Regions from separate parts of the Mus musculus genome. Here region 2 is linked to region 1. Evidence: chromatin contacts called from public HiChIP or PLAC-seq data. All regions are on one chromosome and are shown on one strand. The core of a region is the stretch at or near the end of the contact, and the rest is flanking DNA. Distances in the headings are between cores, read along the strand shown. Region 1 has its middle 28 kb from the start of Atrx. Region 2 holds the start of Magt1 (magnesium transporter 1).

What was found. HiChIP or PLAC-seq counts read pairs in DNA pulled down with a chosen protein or histone mark.
Region 2: a contact with region 1 is called in an H3K27ac HiChIP or PLAC-seq map of embryonic stem cells, with 16 read pairs. The contact joins the promoter of Magt1 here to the enhancer-like site in region 1. A contact is called at or near these places in 6 of 484 Hi-C or Micro-C datasets (the AML12 cell line, CD8 T cells, embryonic stem cells and 1 more), 7 of 115 datasets of contacts at active chromatin or transcription factors (the 230-238 cell line, embryonic stem cells and large pre-B cells) and 4 of 9 other capture datasets (adipose tissue, liver, macrophages and 1 more).

Annotation. Positions count from the first base shown.
Region 1 is chrX:105,954,764-105,960,468 of GRCm38.p6, forward strand. No RefSeq gene overlaps it. Among named protein-coding and RNA genes, the nearest start is that of Atrx, 28 kb to the left of the region's middle. Within about 2 kb of position 2,563, at least 9 of the 459 cell types and tissues checked have an H3K27ac peak or open chromatin away from gene starts, as enhancers often do. A contact at or near this core is called in embryonic stem cells, where this site is marked.
Region 2 is chrX:106,009,120-106,014,824 of GRCm38.p6, forward strand. Magt1 (magnesium transporter 1) reads right to left here and starts at 2,683. Exons shown (of 10, transcript NM_001190409.2): 1 at 2,543-2,683. The coding sequence starts at 2,644.

The DNA of each region.
Region 1 (5,705 bases), core at 1,313-3,812:
GTAAGTAGAGTCATGTGACCACCTGGTGGTTGAGAAGGACTGGTGGCTGCTTTCTTATTGCCTAGTCTAACACAATTCAGTTGCCAGTGTTTGGGGTCAAATGTTCCCAGATGCTTGGTCACTGTCTTAGTTAGCTCTTCTATTTCTGGACAAAACATCATGACCAAGAAGCAAGTTGGGGAGGAAAGGGTTTATTCAGCTTATACTTCCACATTGAAGGAATTCAGGACTGGAACTCAAGCAGGTCAGAAAGCAGGAGCTGATGCAGAGGCCATGGAGGGATGTTCTTTACTGACTTGCTTCCCCTGGCTTGCTCAGCCTGCTCTCTTATAAGCCCAAGACTACCAGCCCAGAGATGGCAACACCCACAAGGGGCCTTTTCCCCTTGATCAATAATTGAGAAAATGCCTTACAGCTGGATCTCATGGAGGCATTTCCCCAACTGAAGCTCCTTTCTCTGTAATAACTCCAGCCTGTGTCAAATTGACACCCCAAACCAGCCAGTACAGTCACTTATAGAAGAATAAAATAAAAGCCCACACATAGTTGCAAACATACTAAGGGAACTTTATTTAAAGCAAAGCTATAGAAAAAGATCAGGGGGCTGGCAAGATGGCTCAGCAGGTTAAGAGCACTGACTGCTCTTCCGAAGGTCCTGAGTTCAAATCCCAGCAACCACATGGTGGCTCACAACCATCTATAAAGAGATCTGACGGCCTCTTCTGGTGCATCTGGAGTGAGAGGAATTGACTGGAGCGAGCTGGTTCAACTAGAGCAAGCAGAATTGACCCAAAGGTCCTAAAATTCCCAGCAACCACATGATGGCTCACAACCTACAGCTACAGTATACTCACATACAGTAAATAAATAAATCTTTAAAAAACCAAACCAAAACAAACAAAAAAAAAAAAAAAGAAAGAAAAAGATCAGAATGGCTACAAGGGACAGGGGCAGGGGTCACACTGAAGATACTAAAGGACCCCTATTACCATTTGGGGCTTCCTTCTATGGAGTTCAAGCAAAGGAGTTTGTAGCCAGACATAGTGACACATGTCATTAATTTCAGAGTTAGAAGGCAGAGTCAAGCAGATCTTTTTGAGTTTGAAGCTAGCCTGGTCTACATAATAATAGCCAGGCTCTGACTCAAAAAAAAAAAAAAAAGGTTTGGGGAAGGGTTGGTTGCTATGAATATAGTTTGTGTGGTATTCTATTTGATTGAAAGGTTTAGATTATGTCAGTCTTTGCTAACTACATATGTTCCTTCCCATAATACATCTGATTTTAATCATATATTTGTTCAGTTATGCATTGTCATGATAAGGGTAAATAGGGGATTCTCTTCAAAGGTTCACTTGAGCATAGTTTTGTGTTATTATGCATGTATCCCAAACCAGTTCAGGCTTGATATTGGACATACATACACAAACTGTGCCTGGACAAAAAGGGAATATGTTGGAATAGAAACTGTTCAACCTTGACGGTCATTAGGAAAGGCGAAATCATTTGGAGTATGGGGGTGTGCAGTTGGATCAGTGCCTTGCCAACAGGTTACTAGGTGCACTGTTCAGAGAACATGCAAGTGAGGGAGCTTGGCTTCCAAGTACATTATTAGAAGGAGGTTGTACAGAAACCAAACCAAATAGAATCCCAGACTACTAAAATATTCTCTAAGCTTGCCTCCCTCAGTCCCAGTGTCTCAGATCATAGGGATGGTGAGGGTTTACCAAGAATTAGGTGTCATGGAGGGCCTGGGACTGGGTTTCAAGCTTCAGGAGCCCTGGGCTTTCTTCTGTTTATCTCCTTGTGCAGGAGTCATGTCCAGGTTGGGGTTTTTGGAGATATGGGAAAAACCACACAAGTGACTTTTTGCTTTCTTCAACATGTCTTTCCATTTTAGTAGGACAGAGACACTATGTCCTCTCATCTGGTTTACTTAGCTCCTGTGAAGGTAACTGTGTGTGTGGCTAGCTGTTTACTTTGGTGTGCTTGTGGGGAGGTGACTACTTAGTTGTCATCTTGTCCAACCTTATGTCATTTACTTCCTGCAAGCAGACCAGACTTTCTTGATTTTTTTTCTTCTTCTAAGATTTATTGATATGTGAGCTGCAGAGGCAGCTCAGCAATTAAGAGCACTAGCTGTTCTTCCAGAGGATCAGGGTCTGATTGTCAGCATCCACATGGCAGCTCACAACTGTCTATAACTCCTGTTCCAGAGCATCTGGCATAATTCCACAAACAGACAGATATAAAAAATTTAAAAGATTTGTTGTTAATTTCCTGTAGGAGCGTGTCTGTGTTTATGTGCATTTATGCACAACCTGTGGAGGCCAGAAGAGGGCGAAATATCCCTTAGAGGTGCAGAGGCAGGTAGATCTCCGAGTTCCAGTGCAGCCTGGTCTATAGAGCAAGTTCCAGGACAGCATGGACTTCACAGAGAAACCCTATCTTGGAATAAAAAGGAAAGAGAGAGAGAGGGAGAAAGAGAGATGTAGGGAGCCAACTCTAAGATGGCGCCGAGCGCCAGGTATGCCGTTGTCATAAACAACATCAGCGCAGGTGTAAACCCGAGTCTGGCGCCAACCCCTCCTGAGCGGGTGCATGCAAATTAGGTGCCGGCAGACTGACCAATCCCAGGGGGCCACGAAGCCTTTCCCTGTGCTGGAGAGTATATAAGCAGACCTCCCTGGGTGCCGGGGTCCCCGTAGTGGCTGTTGAGAAGAATCAGACTGTGTTGTGTCTTCCTTGCCGGCAGAGGTGGGCGCAACAGAGAGGCGGGGGGGGGGGGGGTGGAGAGAGAATGAGGATGTAGTTATTTTAGTCTAAGATTCTTGTATTTGTATTTCTCTTGTGCTAGGGATTACAGCCAGAGTCTCATCATACATGTTAGACAAGCACTCTACTGCTCAGTGATACCCTCAACTATAATGTGGATAGTTTGAAACTTTCTTCACTCTCCAAGGTTTTTTTGTTGCTATGTGTGTGTGACTTTTAAAAAAAAGATTTATTGTTTTTATATGAGTACACTGTTGCTGTCTTCAGACACACCAGAAAAGAGCATCAGTTTCGATTACAGATGGTTGTGAACCACTATGTGGTTGCTGGGAATTGAACTCAGGACCTTTGGAAGTGCAGTCAGTGCTCTTAACCACTGAGCCATCTCTCCAGTCCCATGACTTTTTTTTTTATGTGATTGGATGTGTTTGCCTGAATATCTGTGTACCATATTCATGCCTGATACCCTCAGAGGACAGAGAGGACGTTGGATCCCCTGTAACAGGAATAATGATGGCTGTGGTCCTTTAGAAGAGCAGCAATTACTCTTAACTGATGAGCCACGTATTGCTAGACGTCAATTATATATAGCTACTGAGGTTCTCATGTAGCACAGGCCAACTCTGAACTCACTGTATAGCCCAGGGTAACTTTGAATTTATTTATTTTTTTTGGGGGGGGGTTTCGAGACAGGGTTTCTCTGTATAGCCCTGGCTGTCCTGGAACTCACTTTGTAGACCAGGCTGGCCTTGAACTCAGAAATCCGCCTGCCTCTGCCTCCCAAGTGCTGGGATTAAAGGCGTGCGCCACCACGCCCGGCTTGAATTTATTTTTTTTAAAGATTTATTTCTTTTACATATATGAGTACACTGTACAGATGGTTGTGAGCCTTCATGTGGTTGTTGGGAATTGAATTTTTAGGACCTCTGCTCACTCTCACTCGGGTCAGATACTCCAGAAGAGGGAGTCAGATCTCATTACAGGTGGTTGTGAGCCACCATGCATTGCTGGGATTTGAATTCAGGATGTCTGGAAGAGCAGTCGGTGCTCTTACCCGCTGAGCCATCTCTCAAGCCCAACTTTGAATTTATAATCCTCCTGGCTTCCACTCTCAAGTGCTGGGGTTACTGGTATATGCTACTATGCCTGACTGTGGCACTATTTTTTTAAGCTTTTACTTATTTGGTGATTATTATTATTATTATTATTATTTTAGTATAGAATAAAGTTTATCCAAAGCATGGAGAGGGGCATTGAGAGAGAACTAGAGGTAGAGAAACGGAGGGAGGGAGGGAAGGAGGGAGAGGGTGGGGAAGGGAAGGGAAGGGAAGCAGAGGATGGCCATGAGCACGTGGAGAGAGAGGGAGGGATGAGGAGAAAGGAGGAAGGGATAAGAGGACAGAGTAGGAACAAGAAGGCAAGAGATCAAGAGCTATTCAGTGATTATTGAATAAATATTTAGAGTGCTTGCTTTGGGCCAAGACTTTGTTCATCACCAGTGAGCAAAACTAATATAGTTGTTGCTAGCATAAGTGTTGGACCCAGGTTCTGTTGGTCGTAATTGTGGAGCCATAAACTTGGCATGATCTCCAAATCCTATGTGTAGAGATTAGCATAAGAAGCAGATGCCATAGCCCGGCAGTGGTGCCACATGCCTTTAATCCCAGCACTTGGGAGACTCAAAAACCAAAAGGGGGGAAAAAGCAGATGCCATAACGATTTTTATATTAACTCACTTCCAGTGAAAAAGCTGGTAGGTTCAGACAAAATGAATTCTTCCTGAACCTGGATACTGGGTGGAACCAATAGAAACTTATTTCTGTGAGTCCTTTCCACCAAGTAGAAGTCATTTTAACAAAACATTTATTGGAATAGTCTAATCACTACTCATCCTGCAGGTGATTTAACTTTTAACTGAATGTCCTTAAACTGTCACCTTAAAAGAGCTTGAAGACCATCTTTTGACATCTGTACCATGAGTCATTCTTTGTCCTTAATTTTCTAATTTTTTTTTTCCGAGACAGGGTTTCTCTGTGTAGCCCTGGCTGTCCTGGAACTCACTCTGTAGACCAGGCTGGCCTCGAACTCAGAAATCTGCCTGCGTCTGCCTCCCAAGTGCTGGGATTAAAGGCATGTGCCACCACCACCCGGCAATTTTCTAATTTTTTAAAAAAAGATTTATTTATTTATTATATGTAAGTACACTGTGGCTGTCTTCAGACACACCAGAAGAGGGCATCAGATCTTATTACAGGTGGTTGTGAGCCACCTTATGGTTGCTGGGATTTGAACTCATACCTTCGGAAGAGCAGTCGGTGCTTTTACCTGTTGAGCCATCTCACCAGCCCTCTAATTTTAATAATAGAATTACTTATTCAAAGTTTTTGGCAGATTGTCTTTGGAGAATTCTTTTTTGTTGTGGTTGTCTGAGACAGGGTCTCACTATGTAGCCTTGGTTACCCTGAAGCTAGACCAGGCTGGCCTCAAACTCCCAAATGTTGGGGTTAGTTGGCTGTAGTCTTTTTTTTTTTTATTGTTATTTTTTTAACTTATTCACTTTACATCCCACTCACTGCTTCCTCCAGCCCCCATCCCACAATCATTCCCCCATACTTTCTCCCCTTCTCTTCTGAGAGGGTGGGGGCCCCTGAGTATCACCTCCCACTCTGGCACTTCAAGGATCTGTGAAGCTAGGTGCTTCCTCTCCTACTGAGGCCAGACAAGGCAGCCCAAATAGAATATAGCCCATATTCCACGTACAGGCAACAGCTTTTGTGATAGCCCTCACTCCAGTTGTTCAGGAGCCACATGAAGACCAAGCTGCACATCTGCTACACATGTGCAGGGAGGCCTAGGTCCAGCCCTTGTATGTTCTTTGGTTGGGGGTTCAGACTCTGAGAACCCCAAGGGTCCAGGTTAGTTGACTCTGTTGG
Region 2 (5,705 bases), core at 1,433-3,932, 54 kb after region 1:
CTGGCAAAAGTGCTTATCACCAAGCCTACGACCTGAGTTTAAACCCTGGATCCCAGATAGTAGGAGAGAACCCATGCTTGCTATTTATCTTCTGCCCTCCACAGGTGTGTAGTGGCACTTTCTCACCACCCCCATCCACACACAAACAAATGAACAAAACTGAAGGGACCAGAGAGATAGCTCAGATCTTCCATAGAATCCTTCAGTTCCCATCAGTCAGCCTATAATCGTCTATTAATTCAAGCTCCAGGTAATCCAACGTCCTTCTTTGGCCTCCACAAGTGACATATATGTATGTACACACACACACACACACACACACACACACACACACACATACATGCAGGCACACAGGCAGGCACAAATAAAAATAGCATATCGAAAGATGGTTTTGCCAGTTAAGAACAATAGTTGATTTTGCAGGGTACCAGGTTATATTCCAGGGGACCTCTTCTGACCTCCAAAAGACACCATCTACACACATGGTGCACATCTATTCATTCAGGTAAACAATATATCGAAAATATTGTTTCAATTACTTAAAAATAAAAGCAAAGCTTTAAAAAGGATGACAAAAAACAAAACAGAGAGACTTAAAAGTGTCCTGGAATAGTGTGGCAGACAGACACCTGTAATTCTAGACTATGAGGCAGGAGGACAAACTCAAAAGACAAGCAAAACTTTGCCCTGTGATCCTGTCACCCCGAAGGAGTTCAAGGTCAGCCTGGAATATGTACAAAAACTTGTTTCAAGTGTAAAAAGTAAGTCATGACTGTACACATTTAGACAACATGAATATATAGGGCAAAATATGAAAGCATTTCCCTTACCAACATTACTAAAAGCCTAGAGATAGCAGCTCTTAAGGGACTGTTATGTGTCTGTTAGAGTTTTGAATTTTTCCTATACATATACATACACTTACAAATATGGCTTAAAAACAGGACTTTAAGGGTAGAAAAACCAATGTATTGCTCTGCATATTGCTGTCTACAAAGAATGGCTTGGGATTCTCCCCAAAAGCCACAGCAGGCACCAGAAAGCTCATGCCAAGAGCTTCTTTTTCTTCTTTGCACAAAGTCCAGGATTGGTTCCTAGTTCTCAATTGGCAGATCACAACTGTCCTCAAACTACAGTTCTAGGGGATTCTACACCTTCTTTGGCCCTCCATGACGGCAGTGAGCACACACGCATGCAGCAAACACTCCAAAACAGAAAGGCTCTATCAATTTCTTCACCCAGCCAAAAGGCTGCTCACTGGATTATATCTTTAATATTTGTACATTTTTATTTTCCTCTTTGCCAACTTCCCTAATATAATGTTTTCCTTTGCTAGCTCTTCAGTGTTATTGTTTTCAAATAGGGTCTCGTGTAGCCCAGGCTAGCTCTAATTCACTTATTGGCCAAGGATGACCTTGAATTCCTGAACCTCTTTCACTACAGTGTTCTGAATACAGGCATGCCCACCATATGAGGCTTTGCTTAGTTTTTAATCTTATGAAATAATTCAAATACTCAGATAGATACAGAAATTAGTTTATTTATATAACTTAATAGCTGCAATGTTTAACTGGTATTTCAAAAATGTCCTTATAGGTTTTGTGTACTAAAGAATGCACTGGAAATGGCATTAGAGTTAATGGCTTTAGTCTACTTTAAATACAGTAATTAACTGTGTAAAACTAGGGCTGCTCTTCCTTATAAAATTAGAGGGTATAAATAATTATCACCAGTTTTTTAAAGCTCTATGAGTATATGGTTCTAAGTCACAAATGTTCAGAAACACGGGGCTAAAATCCATATGTTCAGACTGCTAAACATCAAGCTAAAAAAAAAAAAAAAAAAAAAAAAAAAGCTGGGCCGTCCCAGCTCACACCTGTAACCTCAGCACTTGAAAGGCAAAGGATTGTCATGAGGTCAAGGCCAGAATGGGCTATAGGGGGGAGAATGCTTCAAATGAAACAGAACAAAAAAATAAACAGAAAGGAATACGAATATTGTATGTTTTCTACATCTCAAAGACTGCCTGTTCCATAAATTGGGGGGGGGGGGCTTAGTTTGCTCTTTCGTGATTGGTGTCCGTCACCAAATACAGACGTTTTACACATTCTGAACGCTTGAACACGGGCATGAAACTGGCATCATCTCACTCATCTAATTTTTCCACTCCTGGGTTGACATGACAGACACATGTCCGAGAGAGCTACATATGGTCGGCAGCAGAAGCTTGCATTATTATATCCTCTGGGTAGCAAAACGAGCTCCTCAGCCCAACACCCAAAGCGGTCCAAACTCCAGGAGTGTCACTACTTGTAGCTGCACGTTCCCCAGCTGCTGGAAGCGAGGTGGTCACCTACTCCAGCCTGCTTTTGAATGTGAAACCCTACAATACAAGAAGTTGCAGCTCCCGCTTTTGTGAAGCCAACTTCCTCCCAACCGCGGACTCCAAGTCACGCCCAGCACAGATCCCTGGGAAGGGGCGAGCGGACCCTTTCTAGCCCCAAGTCGAGAAAGTCCCTGCCGCTGGCAGGCGCCGCCTCACCTCCTTCTTTCTTTGGGCAGAGGCCGAAGGAACCTTGGAAACGAGCAGCAGTGCCACCGCTGCGATCGCACACACAGACCAGAACCACCTTGGCGAGGCCATGTTCACGCTTCTCTCTTGGCGGCGGGGCGAAACTTTCTTCCAGCACGGTCCGAGGGTGGGGCGTGAGAACGGGCGAACCGAGCCCTTGCCGCTCCCCATTGGCTCGGCTCAGCCCTGCCGCTCGACCCCTCACGTGACCTCACGCTCAGCAGACGCCCGCTTTTAAAAAAAAAAAAAAAGTTCTTTTCCGATTGGTTCCCGGGAGCCAATCGGAAAAGGATAATCTGGAGGTTTCTTATTGGTCCGCTGAAAAGGCTGCACCCTTTTCCTACGTGTAAAGACATCGCGCTCAGCGAACTTTTAGTACACATGCGCAGGTTTGAAATGGCGCTGAGGTTTTTTTTTGTTGGTTTTTTTTTTTTTTGAGGCACAAAATGGCTTGTACGTTTAAAAATGGAATCATCATCTAGAAAGCGTTCCTTCCTTTAGAACTGTTTGATTTTGAGCTGGCCTAAGTAACAAAAGCCTCTAATCCACGCATTTTGAATGTGAAAGCAAGAGCATCAATTGTTCAAGGTCATCTTTGGCTCCATTGTCCGGATCCCAGGCCACCTGATTAATGTAAGATTGTCTCAAACATAAAGGAGCCCTCGTGATTTCTCCCAGCCAAACTCCCAGGTTTGGGAGGTGGAAGTGGAGGCAGGACGATTAGGAATTCAACAATTCAAGGAACCTTCAGAGTTCCATTCTAGCCAAGTCCAAGGGAACTACGTGGTCTAAAGCAGAAGCTTGCATTATACCCTCTGGTAAGCAAAATTAATTTCTCAGCCCAAACCTCAGCGCTGACAACACCCAAAACATCCAAATATCTTACATCAAAAGTGGTTTTGTTTTGTTTTGTTGAAATTTGCTCCTTTAGTATAATACTCTGGGACAGGTGCTGGAGAAATGTCTCAAGGGTTGAGAACATTTAACTGTTTTTGGGAGAAGACCCTCCCGGGACCGGCATGGTGGGTAACAGCCTAGTAGTCCCAGGAGATCTGATGCACTCTTCTGATCTTTACAGAGACCAGGCACACACCCATTGCATGTACATTCACGCTGCCACCCCCCCACACCAATCTTTTTTTCAAGCACATACTATTCTTGAAGATGGCTTAAGTACTGTTCCTATGACTGCAACTCCTGATGAAGTTGCTTTGGTCAGGGTGTTATAACATGGCAACAGTAACCCTAAGACATTGGGGAAATATAGATCAGTTGATAGGACATTTAACTGTTATTTGTAAACACATAGGTTTAATCCTCAATATTTCCTCAGTATACACACAAGCGCGTGCACACACACACACACATTATAATTTGGATTTATTTATTTATTTATTTTGCAGCACAGGGCACAGTAAAGGATTGAGTAAAGGACCCCACACAAGCTGGGCAAGCATTTTATCACAACTACATCCAAAGCCCAAGGTGCATTTATTTTGAATGTGTGGAACATACTATGTGATTATTCTTTTAGGTCCTGCTAGAAAGCAAAAACCCCACAGAATTATAATAATTCCACTATTTGGAGAGTTAAGGAGATGATTGTTGAAAGGAAAGTAACTGCTTTAAAAGAGGGACGGGCTGGAAAAATGGCTCAGTGGTTGAGAGCAGGCCCAAAAGATCCTGAGTTCAATTTCTGGCCACCACATGGTGGCTTATAGCCTTCTATAATGAGATCTGGTGCCCTCTTCTGGCCTGCAGGAATAATGCAGGCAGAATGCTGTATAAGTAATAAATAAATCTTTAAAAAAAAAGAAAGGAAAGTAATTGGTCTCCACATAAAGAGATATGAAATAAAATGAGCCTGGCGGTGCATACCTGTAATCTCAGTATTCAGGAGATAGAGGCAGGAGGATATCAGGGATTAATGCCAGTCTAGGCTGCATAGGGAGTTCCTCCTTGAGCTACAAGAGACCCTGTCTCAAACAAAACAAAGCAAAACAAGACAAAACAAAACAAAATAAACAAAAAGACAGATGAGAAGAGAGCAGAAGAGAGACAGACAGAGAGAGACACACAGAGAAAGCAATAGCCACATGTGGTGGCATACTCCTGTAATCCCTGCACTTGGGAGACTAGAGTGGGAAAATCCCAACTTTGAGGCCCACATAGGTTACATGGCGAGTCCCTGTTTCAAAGGAGAGGAGAAAGTAGGATATGAAAAAATTAAGCTGGGCCTCATAGGTCAGTTTAACTCCTACTTGGGAAGCTGGGGTAGGAGGATTACAAGTTCAATGCCTGTCTCTCTACTTTAGAGTGAGTTAACGGCCCATATGAGCCACTTGGTGTGAGCTTACCTCAAAATTTAAAAAGAAAAATTTTTAAATGGTTAAATTATTAGGTATGTCAGCTCACACCTATCATCTTGGGAAACTGAAGCAGGCAGCTTGCCAGGAGATTGAGGCCAGGAGTGGCTCCATAGTAAATTCCAAGCTAGCCTCTACTACAGGATGAAATCTAGTCTCCAAGAAACAAACACAAAAATAACAAACAAGGGGCTGGAGAGATGACTCAGCAGTTAAGAACACTGACTGCTCTTCCAGAGGTCCTGAGTTCAAGTCCCAGCAACCACATGGTGGCTCACAACCATCTGTAATGGGGATCTGATGCCCTCTTCCCGTGTGTCTGAAGACAGCTACAGTGTATTTACATATAATAAATAAATAAATCTTAAAAAATAAACAAGCATACCAAATAAGCATGGTGGTTTGAGTATCTCTGTTTTATGCTCACTCAGGTTGCTTTAGGCATATGAACTGCAGTGGTCATACAGACACAGTGTGGTAAAGAATTACCAATGGATACAAAACATAGTGGATAGAAGCTTATGCAGAATAGGATAGTCATTATGCATTGGAGTTACCTTTTTTTTTTTTTTTTTGCACACATCCCTCCTTTCCACTCAAGATACTTTTTTTTTTTAATTACAAAGGGAAAGCGGTGACTTTAAAGTGTAGAAATCTGGTATGCAGTGCTTGGATTAAATGATTAAGTTCATACTATTACTGAATGGGACATGCTAAGATCCTATACCTTTTGATAGGATGCTCTAAAAAGCAGAGTTTGATTTGTA